Regions from separate parts of the Drosophila melanogaster genome. Here region 2 is linked to region 1. Evidence: chromatin contacts called from public Hi-C data. All regions are on one chromosome and are shown on one strand. The core of a region is the stretch at or near the end of the contact, and the rest is flanking DNA. Distances in the headings are between cores, read along the strand shown.

Region 1 (5,065 bases), core at 2,133-4,632:
ACGGAAGGTACATTATTTAATTTAGTTTAAGTACATACACTCTGGAAATACCATGTTAAAATTCATTTGCTAATACTAGGGGGTTTAATATATTGCATACTTGTGGAATGCTTGTTTTCAGGGGACAAACACAATTCGGCGTTAATAATATGCATAACATTTTGCTTCGGTAATAACAATCGCTCCTGTACTTCTGGCATCGTTTCTGACATCGTTTCAGATTCTACTGCCTGTTGTTCATATTCGTAGAAAATATCGATTAACTAATCCATTAGTTAGCAACCGCGTTTGATTTGATTTAAAACAGGCTTAAAGATTCAAATGCCTGGAATGTGTGAAATTCTTCGTTATCGTAACACCCTAGTTCCGCCAGTCGGGAATCAGGTCGGGCTCAGCTCCCATGGAGGCACTAGGCGGCATGGCGGGCGGAGCAACTGTGGGCAAGGCTGGAGGCGATGGCTGGGCGTCCAAGGTCTCTTCGCTGGTGGTGCTCGCATTGCTGCAAGCCTTCAGTGAGTTGTCCGTCATGGGCAGTGGTTTGGCCACACCAATGCGCACCACTCCTTTCGAAGCACCCTTCAAAGCCTGCACTGCCTGATCCAGCGAGGCGTTCTCCAGGTTAATGGAGTTCACAAACAAAAGTCGATCTCCGGGTATAAGGCGTCCGTCCAATTGAGCCACCCCTCCAGGGACCAGAGAACGGATTACAATCAGCGTATCGTTGGGATCCAACGGATCTTGATAATCCAGAATAGAGAAGCCCAGACCGCGATCGCCCTTGACCAGCTCGATAATTTGCGGTTGGGACGACCACATAGCCAATCCGGTTAGTGGCTCCAGGGAGCGCGACTTCAGCTTACTAAACGAAGCAGCGGCGGCAGCCACTGAATCTCCATCGGCCACGGAGCCCGCGGTGGCCAGACTACCATCTGATTTGGCCTTCACCAGACGATCGGTAGCAGGCAGCAGGTTCTCAAAGTTGTTGCTTAGCTTTTTCAGGGTGTCATCAGAGAATGGGAGAAGCGAGCTGTTCCTGTTGCGACCGCAAACCATGCGCACATCCAACGGCAGTTCCTTAAGTATAGCCACCACCTCCAGGTGGTTCATACCCAGCAACCGCTCGCCGTTTACCTCCAGCAATTCATCGCCAGAGCGGAGTACTCCATTCACGCCAACGGGTCCATCAGGTAAGATTGAACGAATATAGTGATGGGGTCGTACCTCGCGCCCTCCTTCTACGTCCACGGTTCCCTCCAAGGAAATCCCCAAGCCTCCGACCGCGAACTTCTTGATCTGGGCCACAATCACCTCCACATCGGAGCCCACAATCTTCTGCCATTTGCGAATAATTTCGGTTTCGGCGTCGTCGGACAGTTCCGGATCGGTGTAGTACTTGTGACGGGTGATCACCCCGCTGTTCTTGGCCTAAAACATGTTAATGCGCTATACGTTTTGCTGCTGTGTTACCCGTTAGCTAATACTCACCTCCGTTTTATCCGCCAAGGGTACAACTTCCGTGGGTATGATCTTCGTGGAGCCGTCTAGGGAGTCCCTTACTGCTACTAGTTGCTTACCCGCTCCAAAGGAGCTTAATGTGGTGGTGGTCATTGTGGTGACCGACGGCGGAGTGGTCATGAATGCTTCTGGCGCTGGTAAGGCTTCCTCTTCCAACTCGCGAGTGATGCTGCGTGATGGTGTAGTTGTGGCGGAGGACGTTGTGGCCACGGGCGTGGGCATGGGAGCCCTTGAAGGCGTTCCAGGTGCACTGGATGGAAGCTTGTCATTCGCAGCGATAGCCTGCTGCAGCTGCTCGAATTTGGGGCCCCTCAGGTAGCGTTCCAAGCGCAGGTTCACCACCTGACCAGACTTCTTAAGCAGCTCTACGGCCTGGTGGTTGGAGTAGCCTTGTAGCGACTGGCCGTCAACTTCAATGATGCGATCGTTGACCCGGATGCGACCACTCAGGTCCGCTGCTGAACCGGGCGACACGCTCTTTACGAAAATGCCAGACAGCTCTTCTTTCTCACACACATAGCCGGCAATTGTGATGCCCAGGCCGTTGGCATCCTTCTTCAGCTCCACCTGAAGCTTCTCCGTTTCAGGAAGGGCAAGCAATTCCTCTAGGTCGATGTTTGGATCAATAAGCATTGATGTCTCGCCGCGATAAACGAAACGATCGTCTTCCGTGGTGGTCTGCGGAGTGGAGGCCGTGGAGCTCTCGCCAAAGATTTCCGGATAGCCGGTAGATATGAGGTACCGCTCCAGCTCGGCAGGATCGACGAGGACGCGCGTGGGCACCACAGCAGTGCCCGGTTCCAGGGCGTACTGGGGCGTAGGCACGCTCTGCTCAACGGGACGGGCAACCACTAGGCGGACGTGGGTTCCAGACTGTCTCAGCACGGCAGCCACCTGTTCGGATACCATTTCGTGCAGGTTGACGTCTCCAATCTGGAGGATGTGGTCGCCCGAGCGCAAGCGTCCGTCCTTATCGGCCACGCCACCCGGCAGGATGGTTTTTACAATCACTCCCGAGTTGCGAGCTCCAATAATACCGAATCCGAGACCCGTGCCGTCGTTGACCAGCTCTATGGCCTGGATCTGAGCGTAGTCCGTGGCGTAGAGATCCGCCACTCCGGCTCCTTTGGAGTTCTGGCTCTGCGGGCGCGGCTCCTCGCCGACGCCTCCGGACTTATCTGGACTGCCCGGAGCCGAATGGGAGTGCGAGGAAGAGCGCTGTTCGTCAAAGTCGTACATCACCTCGCCACCATTCAGACTGAGTACAAGGTTGCCGGCCACATCGATGTCGAAGTCGTTGGGCAACATGGACGGATGCTGAGCCAGCTGGGCGTTCAGCTCGGACAACGAGTCCTGCACGTGGACGATGGTGCGGAAAACGGGATCCTGCAGAATGCCCAGAATGGTGCTAAGGCTCTCGGCCGTCTGCATTTGCAGCTTGGGGTCGTCGGACTCATCGATGCCCTTCTTCACTGCCTCGATCTGCTGAAGGGCGCTGGAAATATCCGCGCTGAGGTGCATCTTGCGTCAGTGGGCGTGGTCAGCGAGCGGTGCGCGGTGCGGTCAGTGGAGCGTGGTCCCCGTCTCTATCCCACTTCCGCTGGCGTTTCTATGGACTTCTGGGTGGGGGCGTTGTGGCGTTGGCACACTTTGTCCTAAACTGCAAAACGGGTAATTCGATTTGGGCTCTAAGTGGGACAGCTTCGGATCAGTTACTGTGCCGTTTGGATGCAGCGAGTTGTTTACCCTCTCCTATGCACTCTTTTCGGTGGCCACTTGCTCTGCTGCTGCTGCTGTAATTGATTTTTAATTATCTCTGAAATGGAATGCCAAATGCATTTTCTTTTCACAAACAGCTGATGGACAGGGTTGCCGAGCGGCTGCGTTGTGCATCGATAAGCAATCGACATAATCGGAACAGTTGCCACCTTTTCAAAATCAATTCAAATTCGACCGTTACATCTGCTAATTTAATTAAATCTAAGATTTTTGAATATAGTCTGCATGTGCTCGTATGTAATATGGCTATACGAAATAACCCAACAACATCTATCCTTTTAAACGCAAATTTTGAATTTAATTTCTCTGTACGCACAAATATCTGTGTTCCAAATACGGAAAAACAATAAGGTGTCTGCCATCAAACCATGTTACGTTCCTCCTCCTCCTCCAATTCTATTTCGAGCTTGCGGAATTCGCGGAAGAATTCGCGAGTGATATGCTTCATATGTGGAGTCAAGTACTTGGGAAAGATATCTGCAGAAGAAACAGAGAAACTATCAGAAACTATTGAAACCTCCAACAGAAAAGGAAAACCCACAATCAAATTCTATAATGAGATCCCCGAACTGCTCCACCTTCTTGTTGGCCTCCTTGATGGCCGTAACTGCATCCAAATTGCGGCACTTGGGGAGTCCCTCGAGGGGAACCACTTTGGTGTATCCCGGCTGCACTACGTCCGTAATGACCACCTTCAACTGGCGCCGGTCCAGCGTGCAAATGAAGAACGTGAAGCCGGTGAAGGCCTGGCACAGGCCAATAGACTGCCTGTAGACCAGGTCGTGTTGGTTTCTCCTCTCAAAGTCCGGATGCGGCTTGTCGGCGGCAATGAAAATAATATCACCCGGAATGGTGGCCGGATAGCGATCGCCCTCCTCCTTGAAGCAGAAGCGAGTTCCGGCCGTAGTTCCCGGGGCAATGTTCAGCTTTAAGGTGTGCTTGCGCTTCTCCAGCCGCGACTCCTTGGCGTCCACGATCTCCTGGCGCCACACGTTCATCAGCTTGACGCAGCCAGTGCGTACTTCCTCCAGCGACAGCTCGATGATCCTCTCCGTACTGGCGTCCTTGGAACGCACGCCAATGCCATGCTGGCGCGTAGCGTACAAGCTCGGTGGATTGGAGATCGCATCGATCACGTTGGCATACGGCGAGTAGCTACCGAAGACCCGCTCGTAGACCTTCATGTGGTCGCCGTCGTACTGATAGGGCGGAAAGTATCCGTTCGGCAGCATGACGCCCTCGAACAAACCCGCCTCGCCAAAGCGATCGTATATGGCCCGGTACAGATCGTTGCCCAGCACATCGAAGGCCATGTTGACGTAGGCCCACTGCCTGGGCTCGCCCATGGGTGAGAGGTGCGTGAGACGACCCTCCTGGGCCAGCGGCACAAAGTCCTGCTCGTCCTTCTTGTCGCGATGTGGGCAAAGCCGAATGGCCAGGCGGCGGTAGGCCAGAGTAATCTGCTCCTTGGTGGCGCCTCTGGGCTGATCCAGCACCGCGTAGTAGTCCAGCTCCGGCCGGTTCATTGTTTCTATTCGGAGTCGAAGCGTATAACAACTGGCAGAAGTGTTCACAGAATGTTTGACGTGTGACTGAGAATTTATTCAAATTATATACAATAACTCAACTGACGCAGGATCTGGCTATGGATGAAATATGCTTGTGGACAAATACATTAAGATTAGAGCTATGGTGTAGATGGAAACGTGGCGGCGATCAGTCAACGTCCTCGGTGCTGACGCCAGTGTAGATGGGCTCCTCCTTGGCTGCA
Region 2 (5,155 bases), core at 2,332-4,831, 58 kb before region 1:
TTTTCTACGACCTGGTCCGGCAGATCAACAAGAAGTCGCCCGAGAAGAAACAGAAGAAGCCGAAAAAGTCCCTATGTGTTCTGCTATAAGACTTCCAAAAACCACCAAAACTAAAAAAACAAAAAAAAAAATATATAACAGAGGAGGAGGAGAGAGGAGCAAAAGTATAAGCGTAAAGTAAAGAATTTTCAAATTTTTTTCGTTCTCGTTTCGTTTTGGATCCGATGGCAATTGTCGAATTGAAATAACCAATCTACTATATACAAGCAAAACTTAAACTGACAAATGTTTTTAACTGTTTCAAGTTTTTGTAATTATTACCATTTACTACTATTATGATTGTACTATTTTTCGCTGATTAACCATTAATTCATATGGGGAATTATTATATATATATATCTACATATTTAAATATATTTGTCGTTCGTTTTTGAGCCGTTTTTTAAATTATGCAACAAGTGAAACATTCGTAAACTAAAACATTCGTATTTATTGATTCTTTTCGATTGTACTCTACACATCTACAACTACAACTACTTATACACGCGAAAGCCCAACCAACAACAAGTATATCTTTAAATAGAACCGAAAACAACATTCGAAACACAAATCAAATTAAGCTAAACTAAATTGTACGCCTAAAAGATAAAGATAACAAATTCCACGAGAGAAATGAGCAAATAAATCGAGAAAGGAAATGAATCATGAATAAGGAACATATTTTATAAAAATATTGTATGCAAATGATGTCAAAATGTTGCAAACAACCAGAAGTAATGAGCCCCCTCCCCCTTAGAAATTAGTTTAAAACAAATTTACAATTAATTGTTTACCACGATCAGTTGCATCAAATCTGAACCCCCCCCCCCAAACACACACATACCAGCCACATCCCACACACACACACACACATTCGCAACCAGAACTCACACACACAAACACACCTACACATTTCCGGCGCGCTCTCAGAGAGCGAAAAAGCTACACGAAAACGGAAGCGGAATCGAGACAAGAGGCTCCTGCGGCCAAGGCTCATTTCCGCTTCCTGGTAAAAAGAAGAGGAGCAGGAAGTGCAGAGAGAGCCACAAATTCTAGAATATTTAATACATAAGAAATGGTTTAACACAAACTAAACTGTCGTGTCAATCCCAAAATGAAAAGAAACCTAAAAACGAAGTAATTTACAAATATTTCATAATAAACATTGCATAAACTTCGCGTACGAGTAGTAACCAATATGCCCTTAAATCAAAGTCTAAACACAGCCAACAACCAACATTAAAAGTAAACTAAATAAAACCTAAGCCCAAGCGTATATATTAAATATATGATAAAGATACAAATCATTTTTGAACATAATAAACAACAAACAAACCAACCGTTACAATAACATAATGTAATAATGAGCGTGTGAAAAATGTAATTGAAAAACCATTTTTTCGAACTTGTTTCCCTACTGGTCGCGTTTTTGGGACCCCACACAGAGCCTCTGATCTCAGAATCCTGGCAGTCCCGAATTCGCGACGCAGTAGGTCGACATGATCGAGCATCTTTTAATTATTAATAAATGTATTATGTTTATAAAAAATTAAAAAGGAAATGCAAAAACAAAATAAAAATTAAATAAATTCATTTGTGGAGCGTATGCCTTATTCTTAGCATAGTTCATTCAGAAGTTAAAGACAAGACGATTGCATTGAAGTTTTGAAATATCTGTATTTGATACTTGGAATAGTTATATAAGGTTGTTATTCAAATATTTATACATATACAATTACAATCAAATAGCTCGTCTTTATAATTATAATATTCTGCTAGTTTATAGCACGCATGTTAATCCAGCGTAAGATCTGCGATAGGATCGATTCGGAGTTAAGTTGGGGCGTAGGAGTAGTAAAACCGCATTGTATCCACAGCTGATATGGTATGCAAGTTCCGAGAGATTCGCGGGTTGAGATATACAATCATAATGCATGCTTTTCGTAGAAGCCGGCGAATCGCTCGCCAGCAGTTAAAATGTAGAAAGTGAATTTTAAGACAGAGTTACGTGGTAGTTTCTATTACTGTACAATAAGTGGCTCGAGTTCCGCTTCATGACTAGGTTTTGGGCTAAGCAAAGTGCTATACTGGGGGACTCGCCTCCGATTCCTGGTGTGATGCTTGTTAATTAACGCTTTTTATAATCAGTCGAACGTGTGAGTGAGTGTGGCTTTCTAGCAATCTCTAGCAATCGCGGCTTAAAAGAGGCCGCCTTAGTATCGATTACAAATTATGCATAAAACTTAACTACGCTAATTTGGCAACAACGAAAGGGTAAACAAAACGTATACAAACAAGGAATATATGTATGGGTATATGGGGGTATTGCACGGTAGGGTAAAAATTGCACTTAAGGTTAAAACTAGGGTAATACCATCGCATCTTTGTGTCGAGATTGGGATAGGAGATTTCAGATTTCGTTCTTGCCCGGAGATTACTTTGGACTGGGGAACTGGGGAGATTACTAGCGCACGTGATCGTCACGTTATGGCCGTTGAGATTAGATAACAAAACGATCCGCTTCACTTGCGCAGCTGCAGTTGACCCTGCTGCTGGCTGGACTGGCTCGCTTGCTGCTGATCACGCTGCTGGTGGTGGTGATCCTCGTCGTCGCTGGGCTCTTCGCGCAGCGGCAAGGAGTCTATCTGCTTGGCCGTGGTCACCTTCTTGTTGCGCTGCCAGGTGAAGACTCGGGCCATCTGCAGGAACTTCTTGCGCGACATCTTGCCCATGTTCTTGAGCCGCTCCTGGAAGGGTGCGTCGTCCTCGCCCTTAGCCTTGCCGCTCTGCTCCTTCTCGAGGGCGTTCATGAAGTCCTGATTCCAGCGCAGCTGATTCATGAACTCCTCGTTCTGCAGCATCAGGGCGAACTGTTCGTCCGGCAGTTCGAAGTCCTGCTGCCCGGGAGCGGGCGTTATGCGCAGAAAGCCCGCAGGCAGTGGACCCAGGATGGGCGGATTCCAACGCCTGCTGCGTTTGGTGGGCGTGTTGTTCTGGCTGCTTCCCTTGCTGTTGGCCGCTCCCAGCGGGCGCTGCTTGGGCGAAGCGCCCGTGTTCTGATGGTTCGGCGATGCACCGGCCGTCGGTAACAGCGCACTGGGTGCTCCAGGTGCACCGACTGCACCCGCTCCTCCGCCGTCCGTGGTGTCCACCAGCTGCAGGTCCCTGTCCGAGTCGTTCAGGTTGATGAGGCTCTGCTGGGGCGAGACATTAGCATCCAGTTCATTGCGCAGTTTCTCGTTCTGCGTTCGTTAGTGGGTTAGTACAGCATAGACGTTAGTATACACAGGCGCCTCCACTCACCTGGTTGTCAATCGACATGGCCAGCAGGGCGTCGATGGTCTGGTCCACGGCCCCCAGGTTCGCCCGCAGGATGGCCTCGATCACCTCGCGGTCGATGTCCGGGAACATCTTCTTAAAGTCGGTCATTGCCTGCGAAAATTCCAGCTGCAGCGTTGACATGATTATTCTTATTTTTATTTTCGCCCCCACAGTCCAATTGACGGAGCAGTGTGACCAGAGCGAATGTTCTTTAATTCTGCCAACAAACAGGGGGTTCCTACTGGTGACAGATAAGTTGATAAGAATTACTTGGCCCTTACAATAATCCAGATTGCTGAACAAGAATATTATTACTAACAAATAACTTAAATATTGAAGTGTTTTAGCAACATCAAGCAATACTCTATCATGAATTTGGATACATGCGAGGATATTACAATTCAGCGATTACACATGTTCAAAGAAGTGAGGAAAGCTTATTTCTGAGGTACTCTACAACCACAACATCTAACACTGGCAGTGTTGCAAAGCGGTTAAGTCCGGCTTTGGCGGCAATTCAAACTGGTTTTATGCGACCGTATCAATAAAGTTCAATTTAGTGCATTGTTTATGGAAGTTTGAGAAAGTTATCCGACAGATGACTCAGTGAAGCAGCCACATCGGCTGTCACGTGATATCCTCAACTCGAGTGGCTGATAATTGGCGGCACGTGCTGGTGCCTTTGTTCCGGCAAGCAGTGTCGGTTCAGTCGGTCGCGTTTTAATAAGTGTCAATTAGCACTGATATGGCTGCCACTTAATTTGCTATCAGCTCTGGGCGGTGTCCAAAGAGCCCGCTTATCAGAATCAGTCGGACAAGTGATGAGCGAGACACCCCCGCCGGATTTGGGTTCGGAATAGAGGTGATGAAACCATAAATTTCAATTTAATCACAAAGTCTGCGGAAGAAGCGTGGGCTACCTTCCGATATTTTCGGATCAGACAAGAGGTTTCGAGAGTTCGGATCATCCAATTATAGACTAGACGGAATTAATTGCTGTCTACTGGGACTTTGCTTTTAAGACGCATTATATTTGGGAAATGACTCGGGGGAGATTCTATATAAGCAAAACACAATCTTTAAAATACGTCGAAAATTTTAATTAAAGATTTTTATGCGACGGCACCCCCAATTAATTTGGGTTTCTGTGTGACTTAATCCGGGCAAGGTGTTGCGTCATATTTTTTTGGATTTTTATAATGAAGATTTGCCGAGATACGCGAATGATTAGGTACGCATAAGAGATAAGAGATCGGTGTAGTTATCTATGCGATGGACATGTGTAAATTTCCATGCTATTTTCGTATAAACTTTATTTTTAACCCCCTTGTATGATAGATTAAACATTTTTATTTAGATTTGTGAAAGGCACATCCCACAATGGGTTGGTTCTATTTACAAGTGCCCAATTAATCTTAATGTCTCATTAAAAATATTTTATTTACATTTGTGACAGGTTCACCCTGCACAATGGGTCATATTTACATGTACCCAAAATGTGTAAGGAACTCAAATCATGTGATGATTTCATTTGAATTCCATGAGTTTGGAAATGCCTTTTGCGATCTCAGCTTCCGCTGTTGAAAAACTGCAAGTCGACATTGACCCAATTAACATTTAAAATATTCCAGCTAAGTCATGACGAGTTTAATGACCTACAGTTGAAGTACTGGTTCATGTGGGAACATTTTCCGAATCTCACCCTGGCACTATCATCCCAGTGCACAGACTATAAAAACCTTGCTCAAATCACCTTGAAGTCCCAAAGCCCTGAGTTAACGAACCGGGCGAGGGA

Evidence for each region. Hi-C and Micro-C count contacts between places; a contact is called where the count stands out from the background.
Region 2: a contact with region 1 is called in a Hi-C map of the Kc167 cell line, with 5 times the contacts expected there. A contact is called at or near these places in 27 of 107 Hi-C or Micro-C datasets (the Clone 8 cell line, the D17-c3 cell line, the Kc167 cell line and 11 more) and 2 of 7 datasets of targeted methods (both in the Kc167 cell line).

Annotation. Positions count from the first base shown.
Region 1 is chr3L:1,797,120-1,802,184 of dm6, reverse strand. Patj (patj,) reads right to left here and starts at 3,382. Exons shown (of 3, transcript NM_167917.4): 1 at 3,262-3,382; 2 at 1,486-3,175; 3 at 1-1,425. The coding sequence starts at 3,036. The coding sequence ends at 361. It overlaps CG12020, which reads right to left and starts at 4,880. Exons shown (of 2, transcript NM_139405.1): 1 at 3,836-4,880; 2 at 3,575-3,771. The coding sequence starts at 4,820. The coding sequence ends at 3,656. It overlaps Cdc37 (Cell division cycle 37), which reads right to left. Exons shown (of 4, transcript NM_057658.5): 4 at 4,878-5,065. The coding sequence ends at 5,011. JTBR (JTBR,) reads left to right here. Exons shown (of 1, transcript NM_058055.5): 1 at 1-177. It also overlaps asRNA:CR45818.
Region 2 is chr3L:1,855,591-1,860,745 of dm6, reverse strand. CG12024 reads right to left here and starts at 3,581. Exons shown (of 2, transcript NM_167921.3): 1 at 3,343-3,581; 2 at 1,699-3,233. The coding sequence starts at 3,501. The coding sequence ends at 2,562. CNMa (CNMamide) reads left to right here and starts at 5,155. Exons shown (of 5, transcript NM_001202092.1): 1 at 5,155. Rap1 (Rap1 GTPase) reads left to right here. Exons shown (of 2, transcript NM_057509.5): 2 at 1-1,631. The coding sequence ends at 89.